Linked DNA regions of Pan troglodytes: region 2 is linked to region 1. The links are chromatin contacts, called in public HiChIP or PLAC-seq maps. All regions are on one chromosome and are shown on one strand. Each heading gives the region's core, a stretch centred on a gene start, on an enhancer-like site or on the middle of the called end of the contact. The rest is flanking DNA. Distances are from core to core; before and after follow the strand shown.

Region 1 (4,051 bases), core at 900-3,399:
TGTCCTAGAATTGGCACTAGGCTCACAATGGAAAACTACAGGCATAGTACTCCATCTCCTAATGAAAGATGCCTATAATTGGGGCCACTTCCCCCAGGGCTTAATAAAAAGCTGCAGATCTAGCCCCGCTTCCACCAAATACTTCCCCAGTCCTCTCCTCAATCTATACAGGAAGGCAGGGGAAGGAATGAAAGGAGGCAGTCGGTATTGCAGAGGACGGTGTTTCTGGTGGGAAGTGATGTAGCTGGGAAGGACATAGGACAATCTCTCCAAGGTATCAGAGGGCCTGCTGGAAGGGGAGTCTGGTATTCTATTTGTTGCCTGCAGATCTGTTCCTCCAGCACTCTTGCTGATTTATCCCTGTCTGTATGGCAAGGGGGAACAACAAAATTGAAGAGGGATATAGCAGGGGAGAGAGGAGTAGCCACGGGGTGGTCTTCAGTCCAGCCCTTTTGTGTGGCAAAGATGTGTATTTCTCCTGGGTCAAATTCTTCCTATGCGGAAGATAAATGGTCCTGAGTGATCTTGCCTGAGAGGCTGAGTGTACTGCCGGGTGCTGACGGCGGCGGGGGCGGGTGATGGAAAAGATCTCCCATGGAACTGTGCGGCAGGGAGAAGACCCCACCTGACCTCCCCATCTGTACCCCACGAAAGGAATTTTAAACGAGACAGTTACCAGAGAGGCAGGAATCAACTAAGAAAATTCAGCAGTGGCTAGTTAAGAGATATTTGTCTCATTTTCTCTCCTCTTCCTTATCTCAACACAGAAGCCAGGCCTTGCAGAGGTACGTTGAGAAGTGTCTGCATGCCCGAACCACGCTTTGCACCTTCCCACTCACACTAAGGGATTTAGGGTCCCACTTGAGACATGAGATCGACACTTTAACACGGTCTGATTTTTGGTAACTCAAATGGACCAGAAAGTTAAGGTATCATCTAAGGTGTGAGTGAGGGATGGAAAAGATTTAAAAGGATAGCGATTGGAGGCTGGGCGCAGTGGCTCACCCCTGTAGTCCCAGCACTTTGGGAAGCCGAGACGGGCGGATCATGAGGTCAAGAGTTCGAGACCAGCATGGCCAACATGGTGAAACCCCATCTCTACTAATACAAAAATTAGCTGGGAATGGTGGCACGTGCCTGTAGTCCCAACTGCTCGGGAGGCTGAGGCAGGAGAATCGCTTGAAACTGGGAGGCGGAGGTTGCAGTGAACCAAGATAGCACCACTGCACTCCAGCCTGGGCGATAGAGCGAGACTCCGTCTCAACAACAAAACAAAACAAAAAAACCAAGTATACAATGTTGATACATGTGTTTCTTTTCCTGTTTCTCTGCAGTGTCTACTGAGATTGATTTTTTACCACTTGAAAATGATGGGTGAGTCTAGCGGAAAGGGATCCACTTCTTGAATTCAAATAGACTAGACTGTGATTTTCAAGTCCCTAATGAATTGTTCTAAAATCGCTGAGTTTTGAGTTGCCAGGAAAACATTGAAGACAGAGACCAAAGCCCTGAAGGCAGAGAGGAGCTGCAAACCAAGACCTGAATATTTGAAAATACCATTTATTAACCTTCAAATGCAATTGTAGCTGCAGCACCATCACTGCTGGCCTGTAAAACATTTTATATTCTTAAGAGGGAGGCATTCGTGATACTAATTCTTTTTACAGATAGTTTCTGATGTTATCCCAAAAGCAATGCACTTTAAAAAATAACGATCAGAATCAAAGAATTTAAACAAAAAGCAAAGAATTTAAACAAAAAGCACTTTTCACCGCATTATTTAATTAAATCATTTGTCAAAATGAAATTTGACCTTCTGCTTATTGGCAAAATCCTCATTTATAACATTTACAAGAGATTTTAACTCAATAAACGAAGGACGTTAACAGTGCACTGCCCTGCAGTAACGCCCCCCACCCCCACAAACTGTATCTGGGGTCAGCTGTTGCTGGGAATAAAAATAATGGGCAGATTCACTCCAGCTTTCAGTCTTTCATTTGCAACCAATCTCCAAGCCCCAGAGCCTGGGGGCCGTGCCTTTCCACCCTTCAGCGCGGGGCGCACGGATCTGAATATTTAACACCCGGTTCCAGGACACGCGCCTGGGGAACACCCACAATCCCTCGCGGCCCGCGGAGCCCGGCTGGCGGGTGACCCAGCGCCGCGGCTCCGAGAAGAGCGAGGTCACCCGGGGCTTCCCGAGACCTTGGCCCTAGGCCCAGCTGGCGCTGGGACACGAGGCAAGCGGGCCGCCGGCCAATCAGCGCTTTGCAGGACTAGCACGCAGAGGCCGCACCCCTGAGGGTGACCGGAACCGTTCCCGCGGGAAGGGAAGGGTGCGGCGCCTGGCCGCAGACAGACAAGGGGGCGCCGGCTCTTCAGAACCCCAGGGAGAAAGCGGTGGAGGGCTAGAGTTGAGGAGATTAAGGACATTTGAGGAGGGCAGGCATTACCAAGTTAAAACCTCCTGGAAGACAACTCCATTGGGCGACCCGTCTGCGCCGCACAGCCTGACGGGAGCGTCGTCCTTCCTGCGCAGGCTGCAACCGACAGACGGGCTCGGCTCCGCCTCCAGCCGCGGGGCACGCGGGGAGAGCCGAGCGTTTCTCCCTCCCTCCGCTAACCCGGACAGCAAAAGAGCATTTCCGGCGTAAGACTGTCCCTACGGAAGGGGTGGGGCTAGTTTGGCCCCGTCTTTCACGCCCAGAGGGGGCGGGGTGAACCGTGACAGCGCTTCGGCCCGCACTAAGGCCGGCTCTTGTGCCGGAAGGAGGAAGGCGTGGGGCATTCGCCTCTCGGAGCTAGGGAGTGTGTGCGACGCCGCTGCGAGGTCACGTGAGCCACTGCCGGCAGAGAGGGAAAGGGGCGGGGCCCAGAACGAAGTGGGGAGGCGCCCTTTGTTTCCCTGGGGTCACGCGCAGCCGGAAGTGGCGGCTGCTGCGGAGAATTGGAGATGGGGACCGCCCTGGACATCAAGATTAAAAGAGCGAATAAAGTTTATCACGCCGGGGTAAGTGGGGGCTGGGGGTGGGGATGGAGGTGGGGTTGGGCGGGTCTGCAGGTTCCGCTGTCTCCATCGCTCTGCGCACGTCCCGCGTCCCTAGGCGGGGCAGGGCTGCCCCGCCAGGTGCGTCTCCATCAGGTGGGTGCGTTCCCGCCAGGTGGGTGCGTTCCCGCCAGGTGGGTGCGTTCCCGCCAGGTGCGTCCCCGCCAGGTGCTTCCCGCGCGAGGCCGGCTGCCCTGCGAGGAGGCCCCAGGGCAGGCGCCGCCGCCGCATCTGCGGGACGTGCAGGGCAGGCGCCCAGCTCTGGGGCTGCGCCTCTTCCCATCTGGCCCCTTGAACACCCGGCGGTGTTGGGTTCTCAGGCTTGAGCTCCCTCAGTGAGCGCTGAGGGCGGAGGAGTTGACGACCAAACTCCCCTTTCCCTCTCTCCTAAGGTGACCGCAAAGGTCTAATGAACGAAAGCTAAAACAAACCTTGGAAGCAGAAATGGGTATGTCTGGCGGCAGCATATATTAGATGGCAGTCACTTTTAACAACATACTAACATACTACGAAAGTTACTGCTTTTTCTGGTTTTATTCTTCGACTAACATAAAGGAATGGCTATTAAAATGCAAGTATAAAAAAGTAAAATCTTGACTATGCCATTAACAGGTTTTGTGACATTGGCCAGTCATTTAACCTCCTTGGGCCTCAGTGTCCTTATTTGCAAATGAGGGCGTCGTAAGGTTCCTCTAACTCGGGGAATCTCAACCCTTACTCTACATCAGAATCATTCATCCTGGAGAATTTTAAAATATGATTGCTTGGGTTCCACTCCCAGCGATACCGGTGATATATGTGCAGCTAGGGTTGAAATCACAGCCCCAACACTCTTTGGAATAAAATTGATCGCAGTGATTGGTCATATTAATGCAAAGTAATCTCAAAAGGGACAGAATTTCAGACAAAGGTCTTGGATGGATGCTAAAACTTTTGGGCAAAAGACAACTAGGGAAGCCTGCTCTTATTTACACCAGCTCAAATGGTCATCCCCTTGATGGTTAA
Region 2 (4,051 bases), core at 903-3,402, 98 kb before region 1:
GACTCGTGAAGTTTTGTAGCGATACACAGGTATCTATTCTAATTCACCTCTCCTCAGCCATCAACTCCCCCGGCTGCCGGGCAGGTCATCCCTCCACCCCGAGCCGCCGGGGACACTCGCGCTCCCCGCCCAACTTCGGAGGCCAGTGAGTGCCCCTCGCTCCGGCGCGGACCCCCAGGGCCGCCGAGGCAGCGGCTCCCGACCTTCGCCGGCGCCCGGCCCGGCCCCGCCGTCCTCGCCCACCCGGCAGCCGGCCCCATTTTCTTAACCCGTGCATTGTCCTTGCGAAGCACCCCGGCGGTTCCCACACTGGTGGGGACCGAGAGGAGGGACGAGGGAGGAGCTGGGGGAAGAGGATGAGGAGGAAGAGGAGGAGGAGGAAGACAACCTCCACCCCTTGGCTCGGGCGGCCAGTGAAGGTCTGGCGCTGTCTACGGCCCCCCAGGCCCCGGCTCCCGGGAGGCCGCGGCCTCCGCTCCCACCCTCCGCAACTTTCCCTCCGCTCGCGCCCGCCGCTCCTCCGGGACCCGGCCTGAGGCTCCCTCCCCCGGCGGCCGGCCCTGGGCCCGCGGCGCCTCCTCCTAAAATGGCAGGTCCCTCCCTCCGCCCGGCCGGCCTCGGCTCGGGCCCGGCTGCGGGCCGCCGGGGGAGCCGAGCGCCAGGCCGGGCGGGGCCGCGGCCGGGCCGGACACTCACCGGGACGATGGCGGGGCGCTCGCGCCGCTTCCTCCGGTGAGTCTCAGCCTCGGGCTCCCGCGCCGCGCTCCCGCTCCCGCCGCGGCCTCCGCAGCCAGCGCCGCCCCGGCAGCCTCTCTCCGCCCCCGGCGCTCCGGCTCCTGGCCGCGCCGCAGCCTGCTCAGTCTCTCCTCGGCTCGCGGTTCCAGCGGCGCCCGGGGCCGGGGAGGCGACAGCCCCCTCCCCGGCAAATACCGCAGTCCCCGGGCCCCGATTCCAGGCGGCGGGGCCGCACGGCCCGGCCCGGCGCAGAGGGCGGCGTCGGCGAAGCCGGGCGCCGAGCGGCGGCTGCTGCCGGCGGCTTCTTCCCGAGGAGGATTTTGTAAATCTCACAAAATGGCGCGCGCTCCGAACCTGCGCAGCGAGAAGCGCCGGGGCCCGGGCGGCGGCGGCGGCTCCTCCGCCAGGAGAGCCCGAACCGCCCGCCCCCGAGTCCCCGCACAGACAGACAGACACTCGCACACACCCGCACACTCGCGCGCACACTCGCCCTCGCACACGCTCCCTCGCACACACACTCGCACTCACACCGGTCCCGCCCGCTCGCCGGCGGCGGCAGCGGCACCAACAGCAGCAGCAGGAACAGCAGCAGCAGAAGCGGCGGCGGCGGCGCCCGCACCCCCCGCTCGGGGTGTCCGCTCCCTGAGGCCGACCTGGGCCGCGATCAGCAGCAGCGACAGCAGCAGTCTCCCCGGATACCCCCGCCGCGGTTGCCGCCGCCACCCCCGCCTCACTCCAATGGGGCTTTTTATTATTATTCGGGCGGGAAGCGAAAGGGTTTAAAAAAAAACCAACCAACAAAATGGCGACGGACCGACCCGGTCGCTATAGCAACTGTCAATCAAAACGCAAAACCCCGGCTGACGTGCTGACGTCCTCCTCCCGCCCCCCGGCACCGAGCCGGCGGGCGGGGCCTGTTGCTCAGGTAACGGCAGATTCCGTTCCCTCCTTTCCGTCTCCCCCTCTGTCCCCAGCCAACCACCCAACCCCCTCAGGTCACGTGAAGGATAAATTCGGAGCTCGGGTCCGCTACGAGTGTCAGAGGAGGGCGCGTGATTCGCCCGGGGGAGGGGAGAGGAGGGGGACGGCTAGGCCGAGGGAGGGTAGGGGCTGGGGAAGGGGGGGCGAGGCGGCGGCCAGGCCTGTGCGCGAGCGCCGGGCCGCCTCGCCCCGCCCCGCGCCCGCGCCGACTGCGGCCCGGGGAGCGCGCGCGGCCTCCCGCGCCGCCGCCCCCGCAGCCCTAGCGCCCCGCGCTTCCGCGTCGGCGACCGCAGCCCCGCCCGCGCCGGGGGGAGGGGCGGGCTGCCCCGGGCGGGGGAGGGGGAGGGGCGCCGCGGCCTTCGGGCGGGGACCCGGGAAGCCCACCCCGCGCGCCCGGGCCTGGAGGGCTCTCACCGCGGTCCGGGCGCAGCGCTCGCCTCTCTCCCCGGGAAGCGCGCCGGCCGCGACCGTCCGCGCGTGGAGCCGGTTCTTCGAAGGGCTGGCGGGCCTCCTAGCCGGAAAATGCCGGCGGAGGCCGTGGTGGGGGCGGGGAGGAGCCACCGCCGCGCCCCAGACATCGCAGGAATTCCGGACGCTGCGCCGGGCCCGGCGGCCCTGAGGCTGGCACCCGGCTCCGGTCGGGCCGCCCAGGTTTTGTGGCGCCCGAGACCAGCGTTGGGAAATTAGGCTGGAGCCATCATGAAAACTTTTTCAGGCTGTGCACGCTCGCCCGTGCCTGCCCATCTGCTTCCAACCCCTCCCCACCTTTCTGGGCGCAGCCTGCCTGCTCCATCGGAATGCCCCTTAGATGAATCCCCTTGTGCTGTTACTGTGTCCTTGTCGTCCAGCTCTCTGGTTTTCTTTTCTGTACACCTTCTCGGTTTCCAGAGTCTTAATTCGCCTGCTTGTCCTTAACCATCAAAACTCTTTATTAATATCCTGGCTTTCGCTGATTTTTATTCTTACCCCTTCTCCCCAGCTGTGTATTGCTGGGTGAAAACCCAAGTATGCTGTGCTGGCTGCGTTGTAATCGGTAGAGAGCCACCAGCTAAAAATTGTATTTTGTACCAACTCTAATGGCATTTAATAAATGTATACCTAAAAAGAGTGTGTGTGTATATATATACTATTTTACAGCAGAGTCACTAATTGATTTCTAAGCTTGATTTTGCCACCTTGTGATAGTGTTCATAACCAATTTTTTTCATAAACTTCACAAATGTGACAACAGATAAAATCTTATAAACAATATTAGATGTAAAAAACTCGCAGTAAATGCCGCTGTCTATGCTACATGACTCAAATACACCTGCTTTAAATGATTTCCAGCAAAAATGTCCTTGCTACAGTTACTAGGACATTGATATACTAAGGTAACCATTCAGATTAGCACAGACTTTGAAAGAAATCCGACTAAACCGAAAATAAATTAGTCAAAAAGTAATTACTAAGGTAACCATTCAGATTAGCACAGACTTGGAAGAAACCTGACTAAACCGAAAATAAATTGGTCAAAAAGTGGTCGGGCAAATAGCTTGCTTTCAGGCTCATCTCCATGATATAAAAAAGTTGCCGTAGCTGGCAAAAGTTCTTTCGGATTATTGTTTCAAAATTGCCCTGCTAGTGTGATTAAGGTCCACGGTCAACTTAATTGTTTTGAAGAAAGAGGAAGTGGCCCAGAGCGCCCCTTATTCAGAGGAGAGGTCCCTACCTGGTTCCTCCCAAGCTCAAGCTTCCACCTATACAACCAACTTCTTCCTCTCTGCTTGTGGGTCTCCTTCCTGCCCCCACCCCATCCCAGCCCATTCACCAAGCTTTCGCTTCTATCAGAGCACGTCAGCATTTGCAACCTTTAATACTAAATTAAATTTGACTCAAATTTTTATTCCTGGTAATGGAAGAAACTTGTATAGTTAATCTTCCAGGTAACCTGAACAGAATATGACAATGCCTCAAGATATGTGTCCTTGTCTTCAGTTCAAATCAACCTAGAAGATATCGTAGTGGGGCAGAATCTTGAGATTATAAACATGCGGGTATAGAAGGCATTGCTGGTCTTCGTATCTAGAAGGCTGCACCCCTTTTCTCCCCAGTGTGACAGCCTTAGACAACATTGGTCAATGAATGTCATAGCCAGGTTGGAATGCTGTAAAATGGTTTTATACAGGCTTCACCTAAAAACGTAACCTGTAAATTACAGCTGGCTCCAAACAAGTGACCACATGTAGGCCGGAAGGACTCCGGTATAGATGCCAGCTGACCTGGTTCACAGATGAAATCCTTGTCATCTAAGAATCTTCCCATTAGATTCACTTACAGATGTGTTTATTCATAG

Evidence for each region. HiChIP or PLAC-seq counts read pairs in DNA pulled down with a chosen protein or histone mark.
Region 2: an H3K4me3 HiChIP or PLAC-seq map of stem cell-derived excitatory neurons shows a contact between it and region 1, with 4 times the contacts expected there. The contact joins the promoter of DYRK1A here to the promoter of VPS26C in region 1. A contact is called at or near these places in 2 of 7 Hi-C or Micro-C datasets (blood and stem cell-derived neural progenitor cells) and 1 of 1 datasets of contacts at active chromatin or transcription factors (stem cell-derived excitatory neurons).

What each region holds. Positions count from the first base shown.
Region 1 is chr22:37,969,219-37,973,269 of NHGRI_mPanTro3-v2.0_pri, reverse strand. VPS26C (VPS26 endosomal protein sorting factor C) reads left to right here and starts at 2,149. Exons shown (of 8, transcript XM_054675100.2): 1 at 2,149-3,010. The coding sequence starts at 2,954. LOC112206651 (a long non-coding RNA gene) reads right to left here and starts at 2,544. Exons shown (of 3, transcript XR_010154525.1): 1 at 2,454-2,544.
Region 2 is chr22:38,067,288-38,071,338 of NHGRI_mPanTro3-v2.0_pri, reverse strand. DYRK1A (dual specificity tyrosine phosphorylation regulated kinase 1A) reads right to left here and starts at 2,152. Exons shown (of 12, transcript XM_009424841.5): 1 at 2,131-2,152.